Linked DNA regions of Mus musculus: regions 1 and 3 are each linked to region 2. Evidence: chromatin contacts called from public ChIA-PET and promoter capture Hi-C data. All regions are on one chromosome and are shown on one strand. The core of a region is the stretch at or near the end of the contact, and the rest is flanking DNA. Distances in the headings are between cores, read along the strand shown. Region 1 holds the start of Slc30a3 (solute carrier family 30 (zinc transporter), member 3). Region 2 holds the start of Zfp512 (zinc finger protein 512). Region 3 holds the start of Mpv17 (MpV17 mitochondrial inner membrane protein).

Evidence for each region. ChIA-PET counts read pairs in DNA pulled down with a chosen protein or histone mark. Capture Hi-C pulls out chosen DNA fragments and counts their contacts.
Region 1: an RNA polymerase II ChIA-PET map of memory CD8 T cells shows a contact between it and region 2, with 5 read pairs. The contact joins the promoter of Slc30a3 here to the promoter of Zfp512 in region 2. A contact is called at or near these places in 2 of 39 promoter capture datasets (liver and pre-B cells), 1 of 115 datasets of contacts at active chromatin or transcription factors (memory CD8 T cells) and 1 of 9 other capture datasets (adipose tissue).
Region 3: a contact with region 2 is called in a promoter capture Hi-C map of liver. The contact joins the promoter of Mpv17 here to the promoter of Zfp512 in region 2. A contact is called at or near these places in 1 of 39 promoter capture datasets (pre-B cells), 4 of 115 datasets of contacts at active chromatin or transcription factors (the 230-238 cell line, bone marrow-derived macrophages, memory CD8 T cells and 1 more) and 1 of 9 other capture datasets (liver).

Annotation. Positions count from the first base shown.
Region 1 is chr5:31,092,142-31,094,841 of GRCm38.p6, forward strand. It overlaps Slc30a3 (solute carrier family 30 (zinc transporter), member 3), which reads right to left and starts at 1,386. Exons shown (of 8, transcript NM_011773.3): 1 at 1,122-1,386. The coding sequence starts at 1,216.
Region 2 is chr5:31,451,091-31,453,790 of GRCm38.p6, forward strand. It overlaps Zfp512 (zinc finger protein 512), which reads left to right and starts at 1,346. Exons shown (of 14, transcript NM_172993.3): 1 at 1,346-1,487; 2 at 2,065-2,123. The coding sequence starts at 1,458.
Region 3 is chr5:31,152,872-31,155,571 of GRCm38.p6, forward strand. It overlaps Mpv17 (MpV17 mitochondrial inner membrane protein), which reads right to left and starts at 1,380. Exons shown (of 8, transcript NM_008622.6): 1 at 1,320-1,380; 2 at 797-871. The coding sequence starts at 866.

The sequences.
Region 1 (2,700 bases), core at 136-2,635, 360 kb before region 2:
GCGGCCGTTTCTTTCCCTAGCTTTCTGAAATTCCCCGACAAACAAGAAAACGATATCTAGCGTGGGGGAAACAGTGAGGCCTGGGGTATCCCTTGGGCGAGTAAGAGAGGTTGATGCCAAGTCAAAGGCTATGGGAATAGATGCCTGGGACACAGCTGGAGCCCCACAAGCTGCCCACAACTATAGTCGCCTGCAGCCCTTCTCTGCTCCCCCATTCCCCACCCACTCAGGTTTAAGGCCCCCTCCCAAGGAAATAATCGGTGACACAGAAGACCACATCAGAGACAAAAGGAGAAGACTGGGGAGGGAGAATAGAAAGAATGGAAGAACAGAAGGGAGGGGAAAAAAAGCCTGAGACCCTGTCAAATCTCAGAGACAAACAGACAGTCTCCTTCAAGACAAAATGGCCAGAGGAGGTGGCCAGGGAGGGCCTGTCGCGGTGGCCACCCGGAGATGGCAGGGCAGACGGAGCCAGCGACGAGCGGCGGGCGGCGAGCGGCGGGAGGCCCGCGGGGTGCGGGGGAGGTTCTGCTGCCGCCCCCGGCCCGCTGTCCCGGCCGCTCCGCGCCTCATCTCACACCTCGCCGCCCCCGGCCCCGTCTGTGCGGAGCCGGGAATACCCCCCGCCGCCCATCCCGCACCTGCTCCTTCCTCGCCGCCCCCTCGCTCCTTGCGGCTGCCCGCTGAGCCCGGGCGGATCCCCAGGGCCGGGGCCCACAACTGGCCGCTGCTGGATGGGGCGCCCTGAAACCGGGGTGCGGAGAGAAGGGTCCGGGGCCTAAAGCTGGGATTCCAATGCCCGGAGGCGAGGCGCACGGAGCAATGCGGACATCGCCGCACCTGGCCCGCTCGGTCCGACGGAGCGGCGGAGGCGGCGCAGGGGTTAGGAGGCTGAGGGTGCCGCGGCAGGGGACTTGCTTTGCCCGGCCAGGAGAACATGGGGTATCGCGGCAGAGGCGGGGAGTGGGGCTGTCTGCGGCCGGCAGATCTGCGTCGCGAAGTTGGGGGGCCGCGGGGAGCTGGGGAGGCGGGCCGGACCCGCGCCAAGGGAGACAACGAAATGGACCGATGGCATCAGTCTGGCGCCCCCCGGGCTGAGGGCCAGCCCAGGTCTGTCCTACCTCTTCAATCGCAGGCCGCCGCCAGCGCTGCTGCGGTCTCGGGCACTCACTAGGCGGGTGGTCTCCGAGCCTCCGGTGGCCAGAGAAGGCTCCATGTCCCCGCTGCCCAGACCGTCTAGGCCGCACAGAGGGGGAGAGGCGGGGCAGGCCTTGCGCCAAATCCGAGCGGTCCAAGGACCACTCGGACTCCCCGCTGGGCCACCAGTGTGGAGGGAACTGCGGCGACTGTGGCGCTCGGAGTCCGAACTGCAGAGCCCGCGGCCCCGGGAGCCCCGCCCCAAGCGGGGCGAGCTCCCCAAACCCCGCCTCCAGGCTCCCCAGTCTCTATCTCCCACGCCTAAGACCCGCCTCCAGGACCCGCCCCCAAATCCAAAGTCCATTTCCCCCGCGCCAAATTGTGAGATGGGGTGGGGTGGAGGTTATAGTGGTGGTGAACCGGCACAGCGCCCTCTCCCCAAGTCCCCCCCCACCAGTTCCCAGACTGGCTCTTCACACCTAGGAACCCCTCTGACATCAAACTTTTTGAAGGTACACTGCCCTATGCATGCTGGTTTAGTGACGTTGCCCCACCGCCCAATCATTCTGTGGCTCTGGCCCCCACGCGGAGGTAGAAACAGGTGCCAAATCGATCTGGAGAAAAACAGAGAGAATCTGGGGTGAGCAGTGATACATTCCCAAACAACTCTAAGGACTCCAGCCAGCAATCCCACTGCGGAGGCTCTGGAATAGGAATGCATGAGCAAAATCTGCTGCCAAGCACTGTACCGCTAATTATCATGTGTGTGCGTGCGTGCGTGTGTGTGTGTGTGTGTGTGTGTGTGTGTGTGTGTGTGTGTGTGTGTGCGTGTTTCAGGGACTTTGGGTAACAAAAACCTTCCTGATGTCCTTCAACCCATATATTATCCTTACTTTCCAGACGAGTAAGCTAAGTCCCAGAAGCATACAATGCCACGTGACCTGGAGCAAATGTCCCATCCTTTCCCCCACCTGGGTCCGATTAGCGCCGGGCTAGCAGTTGAAGCGCCTGGGTTACCTAACCTTCTCATAAGGAGGTTTGGGCGGCGGGAGGTGCTCTGTCACCTCTCGAGGGTCCACGATCACTGTTTATCGAGGGACGCTGCTTGTTCGATTTGTCAGCAGGTAACTCCTTCCTTACCTACTTAACTGTAACGCGGTGCTCGTTTGGGGAAAGACAACGGCCCAGAGAAAGGACTCACTTACAAGCCGTCGGTGGCCAAGGCTGAAGTCGAAACTTTAAATGCTCAGTGCTCTCTACTCCTCGCACCTGCCGCCACTGTAGGATGAAAGGGGAGGAGAATTGGATTGTACACTTTCAGCTGTGACAGTCTGTGAAGAGGAGGGGCCGTGGGAGGAGGGGAGAGAGCAAGGACGGAAAGAGCGCTTTGGGGGGTGGGGGTAGTGAGTCCAGGCAAAAAAACCACCAACCGCATCCTTTGGAACACACCGAGCTTTCTGAATTTAAGGCCCTGGGATTGAATACCTGCCCTCAGCATGGTCGTTCCAAACAAGGAGATTGTGTGTGCATTTCCAAAAGGCAAACCAAACAAAACACAAATGA
Region 2 (2,700 bases), core at 96-2,595:
CATTTGTAACAGAAGGCTCCACTATGGACATCTACCAATCTATTCTTAATTTTTGGGGTTCCAGCTGAACTAATGGTATTTTCTCAAAGCCTGCTAGAAAGGGTTTCAAGGACTGTTTCTCAGACTTCAGTGGTTAAAAACTATATTCAGAGACATATTTTATGTCACAGTAATGAGAAAAGAATGCCTTTAACGATGTCAACACTCTGCTCAACATCTTCCATAATCCAGCAATACTCTGGTAGTAGATTGGGAGTCAAGAAAACTAGTTCAAAGTTCAGCGACATATTCCAGGAAGTCACTGAGCATGTGTCTGTCTCTTGTACCGGGGCTGAGTTTACTTCCTTGATGAAATCAGAGTCATTAAAGTCCCTCCCAGAGAAACAGTCTTAGTTCCTCTGTAAGAACTTATCATAGCTCTTTGATAGAAGACATAACAGTCTCTTTAAGGGGAGAGGCCACAGTTCCTCAAGGAGAAGTCCTCAAAATCCCTCAGGGAGTAGCTTTCCAAGTCCTTCAGGGAAGAGCCCTAGAAGTCACTTGAGGTGGAGCCCTTGTAGTCCCTCAGGAAGGAACCTTCACAGTCCCTCAGGGAGAAGCCCTTGTAGACTTCTAGAGAGAAGAGGGCACATTCCTTCTGTGAAGAAGAGTCTACACAGTCTTTCAGGGAGGAGTCAGCAGACTCTCTATTCTCTGAGATGCCTCAGTCCCTCAAAAACGAGCCATCTCAGTCTCTCGTGGACGTCACTGGGCAGTCATTCAGAAAGGAGCCATGGTAATTTCTCTGAAAGATCCTTTTCCGTTCCCTCTGGTTGGAAAGGACATAGTTCTGGATCAAGCCCACTTCTTCTAAGAACAGGCATTGTTCCAGACTCATCCGCTGGAGAGATCCAGATGTAACTTGGCTAAAGTGTTCATGTCTTTCAGGGACCGCACCAAAAAAAAAAAAAAAAAAAAAAATCCAAAAGCTAGACAAGTTTGGAGGCCAGAAGTTAGTGGATAAGGAGAGTTCTGTCCCTCACCTGAGCAAAGAAAGAGATATCTGGGAGGGAAGGAGAAGAGAATGGGTCTTTAATTTAAGATCAATAAAGGGGCGATTTGAATTTCGTTTGCATCTGTAAAACCACTTGTGGGATGGGTGGGAGTAGGTGTGCAAACGCTAGTTCGGGAGGACCCCTTAAATATTCAGACTCCTCCCATTTGCTCCAACCTTCACGCCCCAAAGGCCTGCCTACTCCCTTGTTGCTATGGGGGCGGGGTCTCAATGGAAGCCGAAGAAGAGTTATCACGTGACTCCTTTCCCGCCGCAGCCCCCTCGGAAGCAGCTAGGCGGAAGTAGGTGTTCAGAACAGGGTTAGTCGCCGCTGAGACCACATCCGGGAGAGGCGAGGAGAGCGGAAGTGGCGTTGGTCTGTCCGGAGCCCTTGGGTGAAATTGTTAGGCGTGGAGGGGGAGTGATGTCTTCCAGACTCGGTGCAGTCACCGCCGTGAGTTTCTTGGTGTGACCATTATACTTTAGAAATAGAACTGTCGAGCTGAGAACACGCGGTCCTTTGCTTTTGTTTTGTACTCAGAGTTGTTTTTTTTTTTTTTTTCCGGAGCCAATCCTAGGCCCCACCCTTTTATATCAGATCCACTTACCGCCTTTTTTCTTCCCATTTTTATTTTTATTGCTTAGTCCTCGTATCCTTGGACTGAGTTCCTCGACACATTGTAATTATTTATATTCCTTCAGCATCCCCAGTGCCTCCCGTTTCTTTTAATATATATATGATACATATGTATATATCATATATATATTTTTTTTTTCCTCGTCTTTTCTTTTCAAGCCTCTATCTAGGATAGGGTTTTGAGAATGGACAAAGATGAAAACTCTGGTATTGTCAACCCGTCTTTACATTGTGAATAAATAGAATGGCACAGGTTTCCTAAAAAGTGTCTCCTTCAGTCCATTTGAAGTAGTTGCTCGGGACAGCTTCACATCTAGGCACAAGGGGGATTCATCTCTTTGCGGATGAGCTTCAAAGGTCCCTAGCACTCACTCCTGTGCTTGTGATTTGCTAGACCCCGGGACCCACATCCCTTAAGCAGCAGAGGAGCACCAGGATCGTGGGAGCTAAGAAGTAAGTGAGGTTTTCTGAGGACATTTTTGTAATGGTGTAGACAGTGCTGCTAAAGATGTTCTGTGTCTGCACTGTGGAGCATCATAGCCACCAGACAGGTATGGCTTTGGGGCACTTGAGATGTGGCTAGTACAATTGAAGAACCGAATTACAAATTCTATTTCATTTTAATGGACTAAAACTTCAATAACCATCTGTAGGTAGTAGCTACGGGATTGGACAGTGCAGATAAAATCCTAGTGTGGGGGAAAGAAAACCTGGCTTGCAATAAAGATGCAGTCTAATAAAAATGGAGTGTGTGTTTCAGTTAGTGGTATTCCTGCGTGGCCTCTGCCCCCCATATCAAATATGTGCTCATAATTAATTTGATGGACTGGGGAGGGAAATAAAAACAGCTATAAGCAATCTTTACATTTCTAAGCTACTTGGTTGCAGCCCTGATTTATTGTTTTGTGTAATGAATGTGCTAAGTTTTGCCATGGCTAACACAAAAGAAAGATTTTATTAACTTGGACCTCCGGGGTGAGTTCATTCACTTAGATAACACTTACGGGATGTCTGCTCTGAACAAGCTGTG
Region 3 (2,700 bases), core at 130-2,629, 300 kb before region 2:
CACAATAAACATTATGTATAAAAATGGAGTAAGTTACTTCAGCACTTGTTAGGTGTGTCATTTAATGTGGACTCATTCCTGCTAACAGACCTTTGGAGGCGCCTATGCATGGAGACAATGTGCTCAGCACACTATAAAGTATAAGAGGAAAGCATTTAATTTCCCAAGGTGGGGTCTCTTGGGGGCAATGCTTTTTAAGAATGGACTACTTAGGCTAGGCAGTGGTGGCACATCCCTTTAATCCCAGCACTTAGGAAGGAGAGACAGGTGGATCTCTAAGTTGAAGGCCACCCTGGCACACAGATTTTCATGACAGCCAGGACCATACAGAGAAGTCCTGCCTTGAAAAACAAAAACAGAAACTATCACCTAATTTCTTGAGGACTTTAAGTCTTGCTCGACAGACTGTGCATCTCTCTCTTTTAGATTTATTGTTATCATTTTAAACTGTGTGTGTTTGTGCAAGTGAGTGCAGATGCCCCAAGTGGTTGGAGGTGACAGAGCTCTCTGGAGCTGGTGCTACAGGTGGCTCTGAGCTACATGACATAGTGTAGAATCCTCTACAGAGCAGTATGCGCTGTTAACCTCTGAGCCACGTCTCTATTTCGTCTCCCCTCCAGCATGGGTCTCAGAAACAGCTCACCCTCCAAAACAGACATAATAGTTCAGGAGAAGGGAAACACTTCCGGGGGGGGGGGGCTAAACTGGAGGAGGTAGGTGGTGTCGTGATATGGGCCTCCTCCTCCACCTCAAATCAGCTGCTCTAATTATACTCTGGTCCCAGAGTGACACTCACCAGCTGTCAGAACCTGGACTTTCCACGGATGTGCTGCCAGGGCTCTCTGGTATGCTCGCCAGAGTGCCATGCTCCCTGTCAAACCAAGAGGATAAGTCACTCCCATTGCCCCTCACAGTAAAGAACATGCCTGCCATTTCCTTATGCTCACTCTCCTTACTTCCAAACTCTGCAAGTGACAGAGGCCTCAGAAAGCTTGCTTACTGGGCCGTGCCCCTGCCTTGTGGTCACTATTCATCTGGAAAGGAAGCAGTTTTGAGTAACCTGGTCCTGGTCCTGAAGCAAGGCATCCAGTCCTGATTAAGACACTCATGAAATTAGACTTACTCTGGCTTCCATCCAGAGTCTGGGTTCCATCCCCCAAGTAAACACGATAGGTCCCCAGATTCAGTTGGAATCTCCTTTATAAGAGTAACTACACACCAGAAATAAACCAAGACCTGGATCTGTAAGGTCACATGACCTGCAAGAACTCTCAACCCACAGTGCTTCAAGTCTCTGAATGCCAAGAACCTCCGCTCACCTGAGTGCCAGCTCTGCGCAGAACCTTCTCTCACGTGACCGAAGCTGGTCCAGGGACTTCCGTATCGAGCACCGCCTCTTCCGTCTGCCTGCGGGCCGGGCTGTTGTTTGGACACAAGCAGTCCAGGAGGAATGCAGGTGGGTGGGGCCTTTGATACCCCTTGCGAGGCGGCTCAGCCGACCACTTAAGGGGAGTGGGCAGCCCCCTTCTCGTGGACTGCACCAAACATCGGTGTAGGACAGTCTGTGCTTCCCTGTAACTCGGCTGCCCCCACCCCCCACCCTCGTTCTCCCCAGACTATCAGGCCAGACTGTCAGTCTCCCGGAGGTAGTCAGGTCTAGACGCCCTTCTCAGTTTGGAAACTTGAATGCTGAAGTAGTGCAGGTATACCCAAGCTCCCAAGTGAGCAGAACTCAGACTTGTTCTATTTTTTTTCCTTGTTCTTTATACCAAATTTTTAAGTTTTGTCTGAAAAATCTTTCTGGACAAGCAGTCAACTTTCAGAACCACTGGCTTAGCAGAACCTGAGAACGCCCGTGCTAGCTGTCTTAAGTTTGGTCATGAATTTTGTAAAATGACCCTGTCTTGCAATCAGGGCTCCTTGAATTCTAGGGCTGTACAAGAGGCAACTCAATGGAGGGTTTGTTTTGCTTTATGGGTTTCTAGAGTCATGCTTTGTTTGTTGTTTTTCCAAGACAAGGTTTCTCTGTGTAGCCCTGGCTGTCTTGGAACACACTCTGTAGACCAGGCTGGCCTCCAACTCAGAAATCCACCTGCCTTAGCCTCCCAAGTGCTGGGATTAAAGGAGTGCGCCACCACACCCGGCTTCTAGTCATGTTAAGCAAAGAGGCATAAAACTATATTTAAAAAAAAAAAAACATTTTAGGAATCTTAATCTCCCTCTAGTTTTAACACCCAACTCCCTGCAAATCCCTTCCTGAGGTAGGTAAAGATGTATACGTCTCCAAGCCTTGAAAAAGGTCAACTTATTTGATGTCTGTCCACCCCCAGCTCAGTTAGTCAGTTCCTGTATGATTAATGAAGGATGGATTCTATTAGAGAGAGTAAGAATTCAGGGGAATTAGATTCTTGTGTACAGAACATGCTAAAAGAATTTCACTAGTAGACATAATAAGGGAGTCCAAATGTGCAAGATTGGAAGGTGTTTTTAAGCGATATGGATTCAAGCCTTATTCAGATTGCTTAACCTCTCAGAACCTAATTGTCATTACATAAAATAGTACCTACCCCATGGAGCTCAGGGGTATATGAAAAGCACCCCAAACCGAGAAAATGCTTAATATCATTTATCTATCCTCCCTTCTCTCCCACTAGAGAAATATAAAAGTCCCTTAGTGAGGTTTGACCTGGGAGTTTCTGG